4 separate regions of the Sus scrofa genome follow, and all the other regions are linked to region 3. A link is a contact called in public Hi-C and HiChIP or PLAC-seq data. All regions are on one chromosome and are shown on one strand. Each heading gives the region's core, a stretch centred on a gene start, on an enhancer-like site or on the middle of the called end of the contact. The rest is flanking DNA. Distances are from core to core; before and after follow the strand shown.

Region 1 (3,593 bases), core at 333-2,832, 430 kb after region 3:
GACCATTGCTTGACTGAGAGAAATTCTTCTGGTGTTTATATGTCTAGTCATTTATCCCTGCCGTAATATAACTCCTGTGTTAGCTATAGTCTTGGAATTACCTCAAATTTAAAGATTTTAGTTGTTTTTTCTGCTGAGGCTGCGCCTGCTGCTCACTTTATATGCGTAGGGTTGCCAGGTCACTGAATCATTAGCATGTTTTTTCCCTAAGGTCTAATCTAATATCTGGAGGTTGAACACTCTTGGATACTCTAAGACAGCTGTGGCCGCTACACTGTATCAACAAGAATATGGCAGATTGGGTAGATTATAAAGGCATACATTTATTTCTCATGATGGTAGAGGCCGGGAGTCAAGATCAGGGGCCTAGCAGAGTGGGATCTGGGGAGAACTCTTTCTGGTTGCAGATGCCAGCCTCTCATTTCATCTTCACATGGCTGAGAGAGCAGGAGAAGGGCAAAGCAAGCTCTCCCCAGACTCTCCTAGAGGCACTAATCCCATCTGTGAGTGCCCCACCCTCCTGACCCTGCTAATCCTAATCATCTTCCAAAGGCCCCTCCTAATACTGTCACATTGAAGGGCCGGATTTTGGGGGGACACAGACATTCAGTCCCTACATCTTTCAAACCGTGGTGCCTGTACATTTAATAAAACCATCAAGCCATTGCCCTTTGCATGACTCACAAGCACTAGAGAACAACAATTTTAAAAACTGAAATTTACTGCTCTGCAGGCATACCAGATCCTTTAGTGGGATGGAAGTGTGAGCTGGGAAGGTGTGAATTTAAAACATCCCAGTCATGCTGTGGTGGCGTATTGAAAATACGAGGGAATGGATATATCTTGGGAACAAAGTATCCAGGTTGGAGATTTTGGGAAATGACTGTTCTGTCTGATAGAAAAATGGTGTGATGAAAGCATCAGAAATGAAGGCAGTGTGTGCTGATGATGCTGGCCTTCAGGAGAAAGAGGAGGACTTGAAGAATATGCCCACATGAAATAATCTCATCTTCAACTTAGTTTTTGACCTCCCCAGGCTCACAGAGCAAGAGTGTTCCTTCTTTACTGAGAGATCAGAGCTTCTCTCCTTAGCATCTGGACTTCTGCATCAAAAAGGCCATTCTAAGAGTGCTGGATTGAGTATGGCCTTCTAACTGGAAGCTGCCTCATCCTACCATGCCCCTGTCAGTTCTCCAGACTCTCTCCATAGTTCTCTCAATTTGAACCAGTCTCTCAGACTTTGGATGTTCCAGAATCCACTTTCCAGCTGAGTCCCAACCACTTGGCTACCTTCCCCAATCTCACTTTGAGTTTCCTGGGAGACATGGGCCCTGACTGATGGGAATTGGGGCAGCCTGTCAGAACCCATAGTGGCGTCTAGTATCCGTGCAGCTGACATGTGCATTATTTAGAAACCACGGGGTATGTAAAATGGGAAGAGGTCCACTTGGCAGTTCAAATTGGCGCATGTCTGTCTTGTGACACTTCCTCTGCTTCCTGGAATAGAATTCAGCCCCTCTTCCAGAACCTCCTGCAGAATATGTGACTTGCATTTGCAGAGTCGGCCCTGGGGCGTTTCATAACTCTGCCTTGATAACCACGTGGTAACAAGATTCACATATTTAGCAAGCTAAGAGCTTGGGATGATAAGTGGTATTAATAACGCCTGTCTGTGCTCCGTATCGCCTGACTTGATCAAGTAAACGACTCCTCTCACCCTAGCATGTTGAGTACAATAGCTGATTAATGTGAAATAAATCCATACAGTTCAGAGGAAGCTTTTGCTGAACTGGAATGAACATTTGGCACATTTAGCTGTAATTGGAAGTGAACCTTTAACCAGCAGATCCCGTGAAGGGGGTGCTTCTTCCTAAGTGCGCTTGTGTCCTGGCCTAATCACGTGACACTGGACTACTTGGGTCTTCATTTTCTTTTCTTTTCTTTTTTTTTCTTAATGACAAGAGTAATACATTGTTTCGGGGATGAGTAAATTTTATTCATTATTGCACCTTTTTTTGTTGTTGTTGTTAAAACTTACTGCATAAATACTTGGAACCCTGAATTCCAGATGAAATGCCTGAGTTTCATCCGTACTGGCTGTAAACACTGGCCTACTGTTCATGTCTCCCTCTGGTGTAGGTCTGTACCCATCAGCGTCCATCTCTCTCTATATGGCTTTGGTTTTGCCTACCTCTCTTGGGATTCACTATCTTGTCCTTTTTATCATTCATCTTTATCATATGTCCCCCTTAAGTGGCTCTTGGATGTTTTCCCTGAAATTGCTTCTTGGGAAGCCCCCAGTAGCTCTCATCTCCATAATGGGCTTGTCTGGCTGTGGGCCGCCGTCCCGTCATCCCTGTACTGCTTCCTGGGAATGACCACATCCCAGCAGGATAGCCATAACAGTTTCTAGTACCACCCCCAGAACACCTACAGGGGGCAGGTAGGAAACAAATGCACAGTGGAGTTAGTCAGCTCTTTCCTCCTCTGGCTAAGGCTGCTGCCCAGAAGAAGGGTGACTTTGAGACACATGTGTCTTTTTGTGGCCATCAGCCTAGGCCCCTTCTCAGCAGCCCCTTGACCCCATGGTCAGTGAGTCTTTCACACCCGCAGTCCCTGGATGGAGCAGAGGAGGACTGGCACGGTGTCCCGCTCATGTGACCCCTGTCTTCCTGTGCAGCCTGCTCTCCTTTCTCCACTGGGCCCTGTCTTGTGGTCAGTGTGGTATCTGACCTGGGGTCAGCTCCCTTTTCCTGCTCTCATCACTCCCAAGTCCGGAGTCCTTACCTCAGCCCCCACTTCCCACATCCGGGCCCCACTTTCCCTTGGGCACTGTCCCCTCACCTGCAAATTGGACCCAACAAAGTCTCTTTAATTGGGCTGTTGTGAAGGTTTTAGGAGATGCTAAAAGCAGCTGTCGTATGGGGTCAGCAAACGTCAGTCACCTTCTTCTTTCTTCCTGCCTCCTAGTGGTACCTCCCCTCACTGTGTGCTCCAGCATCATGGGTCTTCACAGCTTCAGGCTTCCAGGTTTCCACTGAAAAACATTCCACTATCTGAATTTATCCATCATCTAATGAAGGACATCTTGGTTAGCTCCAAGTTATGGCAACTATGAATAAAGTTACTGTAAACCTCTCTTTAAAAAAATGGAAATGAATCTTTGTAGTGAAATGCAGGTGGCATTTAATCTTAGATGTCTCTTCCCACCTCCATACCCATGCATGTCCTTTTCTCCCTGGAAATGCTTTCAAATTGGTTTTTGTTTCTTTGTTTGTTTTTAGGGCTAAATGTGTGGCATATGGAGGTTCCCAGGCTAGAGGTTGAATCGGAGCTGTAGCCACTGGCCTACATCACAGCCACAGTAACACCAGATCCAAGCCGTGTCTGCGAGCTACACCACAGCTCACAGCAACACTGGATGCTGAACCCACTGAGCAAGGCCAGGGGTCAGACCCGTGTCCTCATGGATACTAGTTGGGTACATTACCGCTGAGCCATGATGGGAACCCCTCAGTTGGGCTTCAGATATTATAGAAAGAACTATAACTAAGGAAAGTTATTGTGGAGGGCACTTGCTGGGTGGGAGGAGT
Region 2 (3,695 bases), core at 475-2,974, 340 kb before region 3:
GCCGAGCCACAGTGGGAACTCCTCTCCAAAGCATTCAAATGCTCACGATCAGGAAGAGAAGGACATGAGGCTTCAGTCATGCGCTTTTCTTGTGGTGAGATACGTAATTGCCATCTGTGGTAAGAGCTGCAAATCCAGCCCTTGGAGAACTTGAGCTGGTTTATTCCGTGTGTGTGTGCTGTTCTTAGCTGTGCTATGTTGAATTCAACCCTGAATCTGACCACTGAGTCGTATTCCTAACACAGTGTTTCGTTGTTGGGCTTAAGTCTGTGAAGATTACTTTTAAATGGGATCAATCCACAATTTATGTCAAAATATCTTTTTAAATACTAAAATTTCCCCTGCTCTTCAGGACTTTTTTTTTCCCTCATAATTTCTAAGGAAATGCTTTGTCATTTTTAGTGCTTCCCTCTAGTTGTCTCAACACTCTTCCAATGAAAAAAAAAAAATCACTGGGTAGCGATTTCTGTGGAATATTTCTCAGCACACTATAAATAGTCACAGCTGGCTCTCTTTTGTTTTCCTACATTTTTAATGGAAATGTAAAAATTTCCTGCTCTTTTGTTTTCCTACATTTTAATGGAAATGCAAAAAAAAAAAAAAAATCTGGTACATCCAGTACATCTTGAGATGTTATTGCGTACGTGAAACCATAAAATGTCTTCATGGAATGCCAGGAAATCCTAAAATTAAAACTATATTATTGTATTCATTCCCTCACTCAACAAATATTTATCGTATCTCTGACATGAGTCATGAGCTATGCTAAGTGCTGCTCCTTAAAGATGGTTGAGATGCAATCCTATTATAAAGCCGACCATTGTCTGAGGGAGGGTGGGACGCTCTTTCCCAGTTTTCCTCTTTCCTGTACTGATGCAGGCAGAACAGGTTCTGAGACACAGCCGTCTCTGTCTGCCTCCCTTTCTCTTCCTGAGAACCCCTCAACCAAGAGATTACTTCCTGGAGCTGCCTCACTGTGACTCTAGGCTTTGTCTTTCCCCTGCCCCGCTGTGTATGGACCTGCACTTTTTCACCGTCCTCCTTTCAGCTGTCTGTTAAGGTCACAAAGCCACCCAGGAGCTCTTTCATGCGGTACTGGTCGAGGACGATGGTGTGGGCCACCCGTGGGTCTGACCATCATTACTGCGGGGCTGTGCTGAGCCCCAGGGGGCACATTTTTAGGGACGGATAATTGGGCGCTTCTGGAAGACCGTGAAATAAATAATTTCAGATGAGGGGACCCCCTCCTAAACACAGTGTATCCCTTGGCTCCATGGTGGTAGTCTCTCTTTACGAACCAAAAAGGTATTTTCTCATTGAAAACCCGAGATAAGTGAAGGGTATTGTGTTCCTAACAGTTATTCTTAAAGATGCTATAAGAAAACCATCCATATCTTATCTGCAAAGGTGTCTTCTCTTCTCTTCCAAGCATCGTATAAAGTCTCTCTTCAATTTGCAAAAGGGAGAAAGATTATGAGACTGAAGTGCAATAATATTAAACAAAAATATAAGAATACATAAGTGGTTTCTCTGCCAAGGCCAAATCCACATGGGATAAATAAGAGATTAAAGCTTTCAAAAAGCATCCTCATGGCTTCTTATTGTCAAAAAGGGAGCAGAATGGGAAGCTGACGCCACAGGTGGGTGCGTAGCCTGGCTATTACTCTGAGCAGAATGTTCGGGCAAGCGGGGGGCGGTGGGGAGTCCCCGCAGAGCTTCCTCTTCGCCAGTCTCCAGCAGAGACTGAACTGCATTCCTCTCCCTCAGTTATGCCTCAGGAAGGGATAGCCCACACGGATGGAAGCAGCCCTCCATGCCTCAGTGTGAATTGAAGAGCTGCTTAGGTTTTAACAAAAGGAAGACTAAGTGTGAGAACCCAGGCTACAGGAGGGAAGGGTATCCCGCATTATGAAGGATCTAAGAATAGAAGGATAAAGAACTCTCAAGACAAAACACTCAGAGAAGTTGCTTCAGACGCATCGAGGGCGAGGGCGTCTGAACAACAACTCAAGGGATTTATTGCTTGGTGAATGTCGCAATTCTGAGGACTTACTCAGATGGAAGCTGAGATGTCCCACATTTATAGCTCGTATTGCCTTTCAGTGTGATGAAAGCGTTCCCCTTGTGTTGCCAAGATATTCATGCTTAAGTTCAAAACGGGCGGATGTCCATCAAGCCTTTGAAGTACGTTGGCCAAATGATTACGACTAGCTTAACACAGATGATGTACATTTTAGCATGTATTATTCAGCTGAAATGATTTTTAATCCCCATGCGTTCTGATGATGATCTGATAAAAGTTTAATGGTGCATTAGCATAGATGGGTTAGTTATTCCTACAAATATCAAAGCAAGCCTGGGTGGAACAAGTCTGTCCATTGTCTTTTGGGAACTTAGAAACTTTTCCATTGCTTGTGCTATTATTTCTGTGTTGTGGTGGTTATCCGAGAGAAGCCGTTTTTATTGGAATGTATTATTTGTGTTTGTTGTTGGCTTTAAAAATACTTTGCTTATTCACATAGGGTACAGACAGCTAAATGTTTGCGTGTTGAACTGTAATTAGTCACTAACTGTTCTAATAAGGCTTGACTGCCCATATTTAAGTGTCCTTTCACTCGTCATTGTTTCAGTGAATGTAACACAAACAATGCTTTATACACAGAGGTTTCTTGCATGAATCAGTTCCCTTCTTGACTGTTTTCATGTTCCTCCTTCCCTAAAGGAAATGTTTCCCAATAGCTTTCTGAAATCTTTATTGCCATCGTGATCTAAATAACTCAAGCAATGAAATTAATCCCTAAACACTGACATTGAGCAAGTCTAACTAACTCGCAGCAACTGTTTCCCATGACCTGCCCTGTGGTGGACATGGGCTCATGGTGATTGTCAGCCTGGCTGGCACAAGGGGAAACCGCGGCTCATCCGGCAACCGTTTGGGTTTGTGGTGGTTGTTCTTGGGAGAGTGTCTGCAAGTGCTCATGACAACAGATTTTCAATAATATGTGTAGCGCACTATGTGAAGGCCGTGTGGAGGGGTCAAGATGTGTAAGAGGAACAGGTATTGCGTTTTAGACTTTATTCTTCTTCCCCTACACTAGCCAAGGTGGTTTGGGGGCATTTTATTTTACCAGGTAAAATTAGAAGCACTTGCCAGCTTGCTCATCAGACATATCCTCAGGATCAACGTGTCAGATCTAAAAAATAAAAATGAAAGGTGAGACATCATCGATTAAACTGATGTTTATTTTCAAAAATTAACCCATCATTTAAAAAGTGGTGAGACAGATATTTTTGGCCCGGAACAGCCATATAACCATGTTTTTCCATTCCTTTTTGTGCTCTTAATACTCTTAGTAACCTTATCTCTAAAACAGAATGTGTTGATTTTTTTAAAATTCTGGACATGAAATGCAGAAATAGCACATATATTTATCTCTGTACTTCTGCCAAACTTCCATATCCACTGGGATATTTTCCACCTTATCACGCTGTTAGTTTTACATGCATATTTTTATCACGCTTCTTGAGAGAAGGGTCAGTGTTGGATCAGCTGGAATCCTTCTATCACAAAGAGCATAGCATATAGTCAATAAGTACTAAACCTATCAGCAGATATATTCAGGGCATTTTTCTTTAATAAAACCTATGTACTTGGCTCTGAATAAATTAATGGATATAAAAGTCAGATTGGAAGC
Region 3 (3,525 bases), core at 987-3,486:
GGGTTGGGAACAGAAATCCTTGCTCAGAGGCTGGGGCGCTCCTCTGTGAAGGTCGCAGTATGGGGGTTCAGGGCCTGGCAAGGCTCTTGTGGAATCCAAGCAGGAAAAGCTGGCCAGACAAATGTGGGGGCAAGAGTTTTGGGCAAACCCCACAGGTGCCACCGTAAAGGTGTCCCCATTGTAAGGGTTAGGGTTTGGGTTAAGGTTAGGGTTTGGGTTAGGGTTTGGGTTAAGGTTAGGGTTTGGGTTAGGGTTTGGGTTAGGGTTAGGGTTTGGGTTAAGGTTAGGGTTTGGTTTAGGGTTAGGGTTTCCGTTAGGGTTAGGGGTTGGGTTAGGCTTAGGGTTAGGGTTTGGGTTAGGTTTCAGGTTAGAGCAGCACTTGCTTAGGGAGCAAGTACCGTATTTTGCATTTCTTTTGCTGGTACAGATGCTGTCGGTGACAATCTGCTCCATCACCTGCACAGAGTAACGTCTTCTTAGAGCAGATTTTTATTTTGGGGGCCACATCCATGGCATATGGAAGTTCCCAGTCTAGGGGTCAAATCAGAGTTGTAGCTGCCAGCCCTCGCCACAGCCACAGCAACAGCAAATGTGAGCGCATCTGTCACCTACACTACAGCTCATGGCAACACCAGATCCTTAATCCACTGAATGAATCCAGGGATCGATCCTGTGTCCTCACGGATACTAGTCAGATTCGTCTCTGCTGATCCAGGACGGGAGTTCCTTCTTAGAACAGATTTTTAACATCTTCCCTACATCAGAATGCTGGTGGTTTTTTGGGGATCAGTAGTCAGCAAGTCTGGATGTTGCTGTCACAACCTAGGCAGTTGGTCCCCGACTCTTCCCAGGCCATTGGCTTTCTGTGTTCAGCCTCAAAGCAAGAACAGCACTGGGAACGCGCCAGGCACCCCGGCCATCCTGGTTGGGCTTCCCTCTCCTCTCGGGGCTCTTCCCCCCCAGGCCCTCGGGCAGTGACCTGGGAAGGCCAGGGAGATCACGGTGCCAGAGGGGAGTCACCGAGTGAGACCTGCTCACCTGCAGGGCAGGCCTGCCCCTCCGCAGGCCGCAGCGAGATCTGCGAAGCTGGTCCTAACCAGCCCAATAGCCCATTGTGACCTGTGCTGACTGACCCCCAAGACATGCCACTTTCCCAGGGACTTTCAAGTACATTGTCACAACTCCGAAATAGCCACAGGATCGGTTCTATTCCTATATTTGAGTTGAGAACACCAAAGTTTCTTAAAATTATGCATATTTTATATTGATAAAAATAGTGCATGTAGCTGTAGAACCATCACACCGGGTAGCTAATCAATCAAGATAATAATAGAGCGATAGTACATGTTATTCAGTCTTAAGCGGTGCCTGTAACCACATCGAACAATAAATATGAAGTCAGAACAGCTCAAGTTGCAAACTTGAAACGCTCCAAGAAAGTATGGTAATAGCAAAGCCCATGAAGAATATACGTGTGGGGTCAAAGCAGAGCCTGCGGGACCGAGGGAGATGTGTGGGAAACTGACTTGCCCTTTTCTTCCATTAAAGGGCAGGTTTTCTGAAAAAAAGATGGTTCAATTTCCTCCCTCCAAGCTGCCTTTTTAAAATAACATAACATAACACATGTTTTGACACAACTCCACATGACTCAGAGGCCTTCTTAAAATAAGACCAGACTGCATTCGTGGAGACTGAGTCACCTCTAACCTCCTGAACTTGCCGAGGATTCGGATCCAGGATGTATGTTCGTCCCTCAGAGGCGATGGGAAGGTTCTGGGGGCAGCGCACCTGGCCTTCAGTCAAGTGTTTTATCCCTGGCACTGCAAACAAGCGGGGTTTTTCTGCCTTTCGCATCGCCTCGCCAGGAACGAAAGACAGCATGTCAAACTGTGGTTTCCAGGGTAAACAAATAAAGACGACCCACTCCAGAAAATAAACGATTCCCGGAATGATTTTTAAAAGGAAGGACAACGTCGCGTGGGGACGTATGTGGCGCTCATCCAGTCCGGGCCTTCTGCAAGCGCCGCAGCCCCGAGAGGCAGGGGCGTCTTCTGAGTTAATTGCAGCGGGAGACACGTCCTTCTCCGGGACCCAGAAAACTTCCCGGTAGAAGTCCAGCGCCGTTGGGCGTTTTTCTTCTGAGTAAAGGTTGGGAACTCAAGGCGCCTCGGGCCCACGCCCACTGGTCTACGCTGCCTTCACCCAGCGCAAGCGCGCGGGTTCCCCTGGCAGGATTCCGCACAAAAAGCTGACAGGCCTGTGCGTTCGGCGGCACAGCCCTCGTGCAGCGGGACCGGGACGCTCACCCTTGAACGTGGGCGATCTGGCGTTGAGTCCTTTCTCCCCCAAGCTGCCGCCCCCGCGTTCTTTATGTGAAGAAGTGACCCTGAGTCACGTAGAGTTCGGATGCGCAGAAGGCGGGCTCATGCCTGTGGACATTTTCCCAGGCCTTGAGGACGGTCGCCGGGACTGCTGTTAACAACAGCGGGACCGCAGCGCTCATGACCGAGCCGCCTGGACTCCACCGGCACGGCTGTCCCCGCGGGCTGAGCCAGTGTCCTTAGCGACCGGGGCGGCGGCTGGACAACTGCGATCACGCCCGGTGAGGGATGGCTCTCGCCCAGTCGCCCTTGCGTGGCATCTCTATCCCCCGTTTTTAAGCCCCGGCCGGCCTGAGACCCGGCCCCCACCCCCACCAGGCCCTGGTTCAGAACAGCGGCCTTGGAGGCTCCGCGCCTGCCCTTCAAGGCGCCCCAGCGCCCTGGCCGCACCCCCGACCGATGGCACTGACGCACAGTCGGGCTGTGAAGGCAGCGCTTCTCGCTCACCCGCTCCCGGACGTGGAACGGAGAGAAAACGCCCCCCTGAAAGAGCCACCTTCCAGATGTGCCCGGCTCAGGGCCGGCCCCGAGTGTCACGTCCTGGTGGGAAGTGACTGCGTGTGTTTTGTTCAGATCCAAGGCCCTGTTGACAAAGCCGTGCTGCAGGTGTCCCCCTGAAATGGTCACACGGTGACCTTCCCTGGTCAAAGAGGCCTCTAAATGGTATCCCGGGTCTCGTCTCCCGTGCACATCTGAAGGTCTGCTGTTTCGGAGAGGGCAGTGCCCTGGTCACGGAGATTTAAAGCACCCTGTGGGGTCAGATTTTAACAGGAACCCAAATAATAGCAACCCCTTTCTTTGTTGGCCACCCCCAGGGCTCACTCTGGATGTTTTTAATAGCAAGGGACCTCATCTAGCCGTCCATGAGGCTAACTGATTTCTATACCTTTTTCTCTTCTATCCCCCCCACCTCCCGCTCCCCATTCCCCGCCCCCCCCCTTATTCAATTAAAAGAATCAGCGAGCCCTTTGGCTCCCTTTTCCTGGAGCAAACTTTTTCACAAACTTTTTTTAATTTACTCAAAGGAAGAGTTTAAAAAATGCTGAAGCATAGCATGCACACACCACATGCATAAGAAGACGCAGCAAGACCGCTGCGGTTGTCCAAGAGGATCCTGCGGCCAGGGCTGCCTGGCGGCCCCAGC
Region 4 (3,603 bases), core at 1,054-3,553, 280 kb after region 3:
TTCAGGTAACTCGACTGCAAAGAGCCTTTACTCAAGATAACCTGGTAAATCCGACCGTGTTCACTTGTCGTTGAGCCAGACGGTCCGAAGTCCTTCTCTTTAAGGCTTTTTGGTCCTCCACGCGAAACTCTCAACATCGTGCTTCTCGGTCGAGGGGACTCTAGGTACTTCCCGTGAAAGCCTAAGGCCACATGTGACACGTTGTGAGCGGTGAAGACCAACCACCAGGGGCTGGGGTTTCCTTGCGACTTTTCTTTTGACTCATTAACTCTCCACTGCAACTTTGCGGGGCTGTACTTACACCTCGTTAGCCTAGCTCCTCGGTCTGTAGCCTAAATGTCCAGCGGGGAGGACGGTGTCTTTGCCGCCTTTCCCCCCTTCCCCGTGCCTTCCACCTGCTCTCTTCCCGCTGGGGCTTCTCCAGCCTCTCCTTCAAGCTTGCAAGACTGTTGTCTTCGAGGAGGCTGTGTCTTCTCCCTAAAGCTCCGTTTGCCTTGGTCACTGTCACGGCTCAGTTCCTAGGCCCGTGTCATCCCGGTCTCTGCTCCAAGCAGCCTTGGAAGCGACGTTATCACTGGTCATGCACCGGAGTTTAAGAGTGACTTCATGTCACCTCATTTTATTGGCTTTCGCTTTGTGGGGCTTTGTGGACACACGTGTTTTACGGACCGAAGGGAAGAGCAAGTCTCCAGGTGTCATTTTTGCGATGGCATTGGCTCCCGTCATGTCTCTGTCAGACGTGGGCAGGCCTCACAACAGTTCAATCTTTATTATTCTTAGTGCTATGATATTTGTTACGGTGACCTGTGGTTGGTGATCTTTGCGGCCCCTCTTGTGATTGTTCTGGCATTTTTAGCAGTAGCGTATTTCTAAATGAAGGTGTGAATGTGTTTTAGGTATAACACTGTGTCACACTTAAGAGATTATAGTAGTCTGACTTTTATATGCACTGGGAAACCAAAAAACATGTGTGGCTTGCTTTATTGCAATATTCACTTTATTTCAGTGGTCTGGAACCAAACCCAAAATCTCTCTGAGGTCTGCCTGGGTCTGGAATTTCCCCATATTAGAACCTCTGCTCTTTATCTGATTTGCATGCATATTAGAACCACGTTTCCAATTTTTCAGCAATCTTTATTAAGGAATATCAGCAATTTCTTTGCAAGGCACTCATAAAACCAAAGGCCCCGTGAGGACACAGGGAGAAGACAGCCATCTGCAAGCCAGGAAGCAGGTTCTCACCAGATTCTGAACCTGCCAGCACCTTCCTTGACCTTGGACTTCCAGCCTCCACAGCGAGGAGAAGATGAATCTGTCGTTGAAGTCTGTGGTATTTTGTTACAGCAGCCAGAGCGGACTGAAACAATTGGTTAAATGGTTACTCCCGGAATTATGCTGACATAGTTAAATCCAGAGTTTGAGAATTATTTAATATCCGAGCCATGTGGACTTTATCTAAAACTCCTGATCTTCACAGCCCTGTCTAAACTGATGGTACCTGATTGCTGAGCTCGCTCTAGAATCTGAGACCTTAACATGGTCGAGAAGCTTCAGAGTGGCTCCGTGTTGCCAGGATTTTACCGAATGAAGCCATGATGTTCATATCTGTATCTCCGGCCAAATGCGAAGCCGCTCCTCAAAATACTCTACATGACTCATGATCTCAGTGCAGTTATAGGAAACATTATTCATTGTCTAATAATCACTAATGTGTGCTGGCCACTGTGCCTGAGGCACTGCTCTGCTCACTCTGTGTACGTGATTGTGGCCCCTCTTTCCATGGCCTTTGGGATCAGGTCCAGAGAGCCTATTGCCAAGGAGAGTGCCTCCTCTGAGGCTCAGAGAGGTTGGGGAGCTGTCTCAAAGTCAAGCAGCTCGTGAAGGGTTGAGCCTGAGATTGAGCCCAAGGCATCTGACAGCTGAGAATGTGTGCTTAATCGTATTCCCGGGGGGCTGTGTCTGGCGGCTGTTCTATCTGATGAGTCACCGCTGCTGCTGAGCATCTTTGGCAAACCCGACAGCCATCCTGACGTGCTGTTACACAGGGAAAATCCTCTGAGCTTCACCTCGCATAAATACACTGCAGAAAATCCCCGTCGAGTGGTGGAGACTTTCCTCGTGCGTCCCCCTCCTCACTGGCACCAAACAGACAGAAAAGAATGGCTTCGTGGTCTCAGCAAGAGAAAACTATCCATCCAACTGAATGTTTGGCCTTGGTGATTTGAAATGGTAGACTGGCTTCACTAAACCAGCTACATGCCAAGTTCCCCTTTTCCTTTGTCCTGTGCAAACACCACTTCAGCATGAGCGCTCTGTTGGCACAACAGGTGATGCAACCGGACAAGACGAGTTTTTCATCAGGGCGACCAGGGGGAACTATCCATGCATTTCTTACAGAAACCTATACATTCATCGGCATGTGTGTTTTATAGGCTCGAGGTTTCCTCCCCCATTGAGATGCTCTGCTCTTTCATTTGGAAAACAGTTTCTTCATAAATCATAACCCTCCAAGGGACATTCTATGAACAGAGAACCCTGACAACGGTCATCTGTTTGAACTGAACATTCAAATTACAGTTCACGTGGGCTTTCAGAGGATATTTGCATTATTTCCTTCCCCCAGACGATGCCAGATTTTTCTGCAACCATTTGAAACCATCATTTATGAGTCTACTCAAAAAAAGAGAGAGATGTGCCATATTACATATATATATCTTAACATGGGCAGAGAAAGCTAGCAAGAACTTATGCTACTGCAAGTTGGCTGACTACACACAATGAGATGAGCGTCAGGAATAAGGACAATCCATGAGATTAACTGGCCACGTGGCGCCCGCCAGGCACTGCTCTAGGAGCTTAATTTTCATGAGCTCCTTACCCTGTGAGGATGACACCTATTTTCATCTACATTTTTTATATACTTACTTCTGCGAGTTTATCACTGACGGGGTCGGGGGGGAGTTTTCCATGGCAAGCAAGCAGTACTGGAAAACTGGCTGCCTCCTTTTCCAAAGGGAATTGATTTTGTTACAATTTTATCGCTTTTTTGGGTTTTTTTTTTTTGAGGAGGGCAAACAGACTCATCATGATTCATTATGAAGTCCATGCCAGTTGAGCGAATATATTTAGCATATGAATAAAAGTGAAAATAGTTCTGTGTTTGCGTATACTTATTAGAAACCACTATCCCTTTGATTCTTAGAAGCTTATACAATCCTGGACAATGAGATCATAAGCAAGGAAAACCCAACTGACAAAATCCCCTAGAAAGCCCTGGATTTTTTTTTTAGACCATTCAAATACAATTTCCTCTTAAAATAGCTCAGAGAAGAGTGAGTTGCCATTAAAAGGTTTCCATGAAAGAAATGTTGCTATCAAGATGTAACAATTAAAATGCCAACACGGTTCTGAAGTGCAAGAGAACAGAAAACCAAACACAACTTTGTCTAAGCAAACCTAACTGGATTTGTGATCCTGACTCCATAGCAAAAAGAATTGAGAACACATTTTATTAGAGAATTCGGACCCACTAAGTACACTGTACCTTTTGAGGATTACATGCGACAGCCAGGTTCTAAACTTGTTCATAGACAAGTCACTGAA

The links. A called contact is a pair of places that touch in the nucleus more often than the background predicts. HiChIP or PLAC-seq counts read pairs in DNA pulled down with a chosen protein or histone mark.
Region 1: an H3K27ac HiChIP or PLAC-seq map of alveolar macrophages shows a contact between it and region 3. The contact joins two enhancer-like sites. A contact is called at or near these places in 2 of 47 Hi-C or Micro-C datasets (both in embryonic fibroblasts) and 1 of 2 datasets of contacts at active chromatin or transcription factors (alveolar macrophages).
Region 2: an H3K27ac HiChIP or PLAC-seq map of alveolar macrophages shows a contact between it and region 3. The contact joins two enhancer-like sites. A contact is called at or near these places in 1 of 47 Hi-C or Micro-C datasets (embryonic fibroblasts) and 1 of 2 datasets of contacts at active chromatin or transcription factors (alveolar macrophages).
Region 4: a Hi-C map of embryonic fibroblasts shows a contact between it and region 3, with 3 times the contacts expected there. The contact joins two enhancer-like sites. A contact is called at or near these places in 6 of 47 Hi-C or Micro-C datasets (embryonic fibroblasts, fetal heart ventricle, heart right ventricle and 1 more) and 2 of 2 datasets of contacts at active chromatin or transcription factors (alveolar macrophages and skeletal muscle).

The regions. Positions count from the first base shown.
Region 1 is chr10:66,558,874-66,562,466 of Sscrofa11.1, forward strand. All of the region lies in intron 1 of LOC102157904 (a long non-coding RNA gene), which reads left to right. Among named protein-coding and RNA genes, the nearest start is that of KLF6, 72 kb to the left of the region's middle. Within about 2 kb of position 1,583, at least 13 of the 83 cell types and tissues checked have an H3K27ac peak or open chromatin away from gene starts, as enhancers often do. A contact at or near this core is called in alveolar macrophages, where this site is marked.
Region 2 is chr10:65,795,402-65,799,096 of Sscrofa11.1, forward strand. No RefSeq gene overlaps it. Among named protein-coding and RNA genes, the nearest start is that of AKR1E2, 100 kb to the left of the region's middle. Within about 2 kb of position 1,725, at least 14 of the 83 cell types and tissues checked have an H3K27ac peak or open chromatin away from gene starts, as enhancers often do. A contact at or near this core is called in alveolar macrophages, where this site is marked.
Region 3 is chr10:66,132,520-66,136,044 of Sscrofa11.1, forward strand. No RefSeq gene overlaps it. Among named protein-coding and RNA genes, the nearest start is that of KLF6, 350 kb to the right of the region's middle. Within about 2 kb of position 2,237, at least 27 of the 83 cell types and tissues checked have an H3K27ac peak or open chromatin away from gene starts, as enhancers often do. A contact at or near this core is called in alveolar macrophages, embryonic fibroblasts and skeletal muscle, where this site is marked.
Region 4 is chr10:66,407,773-66,411,375 of Sscrofa11.1, forward strand. No RefSeq gene overlaps it. Among named protein-coding and RNA genes, the nearest start is that of KLF6, 79 kb to the right of the region's middle. Within about 2 kb of position 2,304, at least 22 of the 83 cell types and tissues checked have an H3K27ac peak or open chromatin away from gene starts, as enhancers often do. A contact at or near this core is called in alveolar macrophages, embryonic fibroblasts and skeletal muscle, where this site is marked.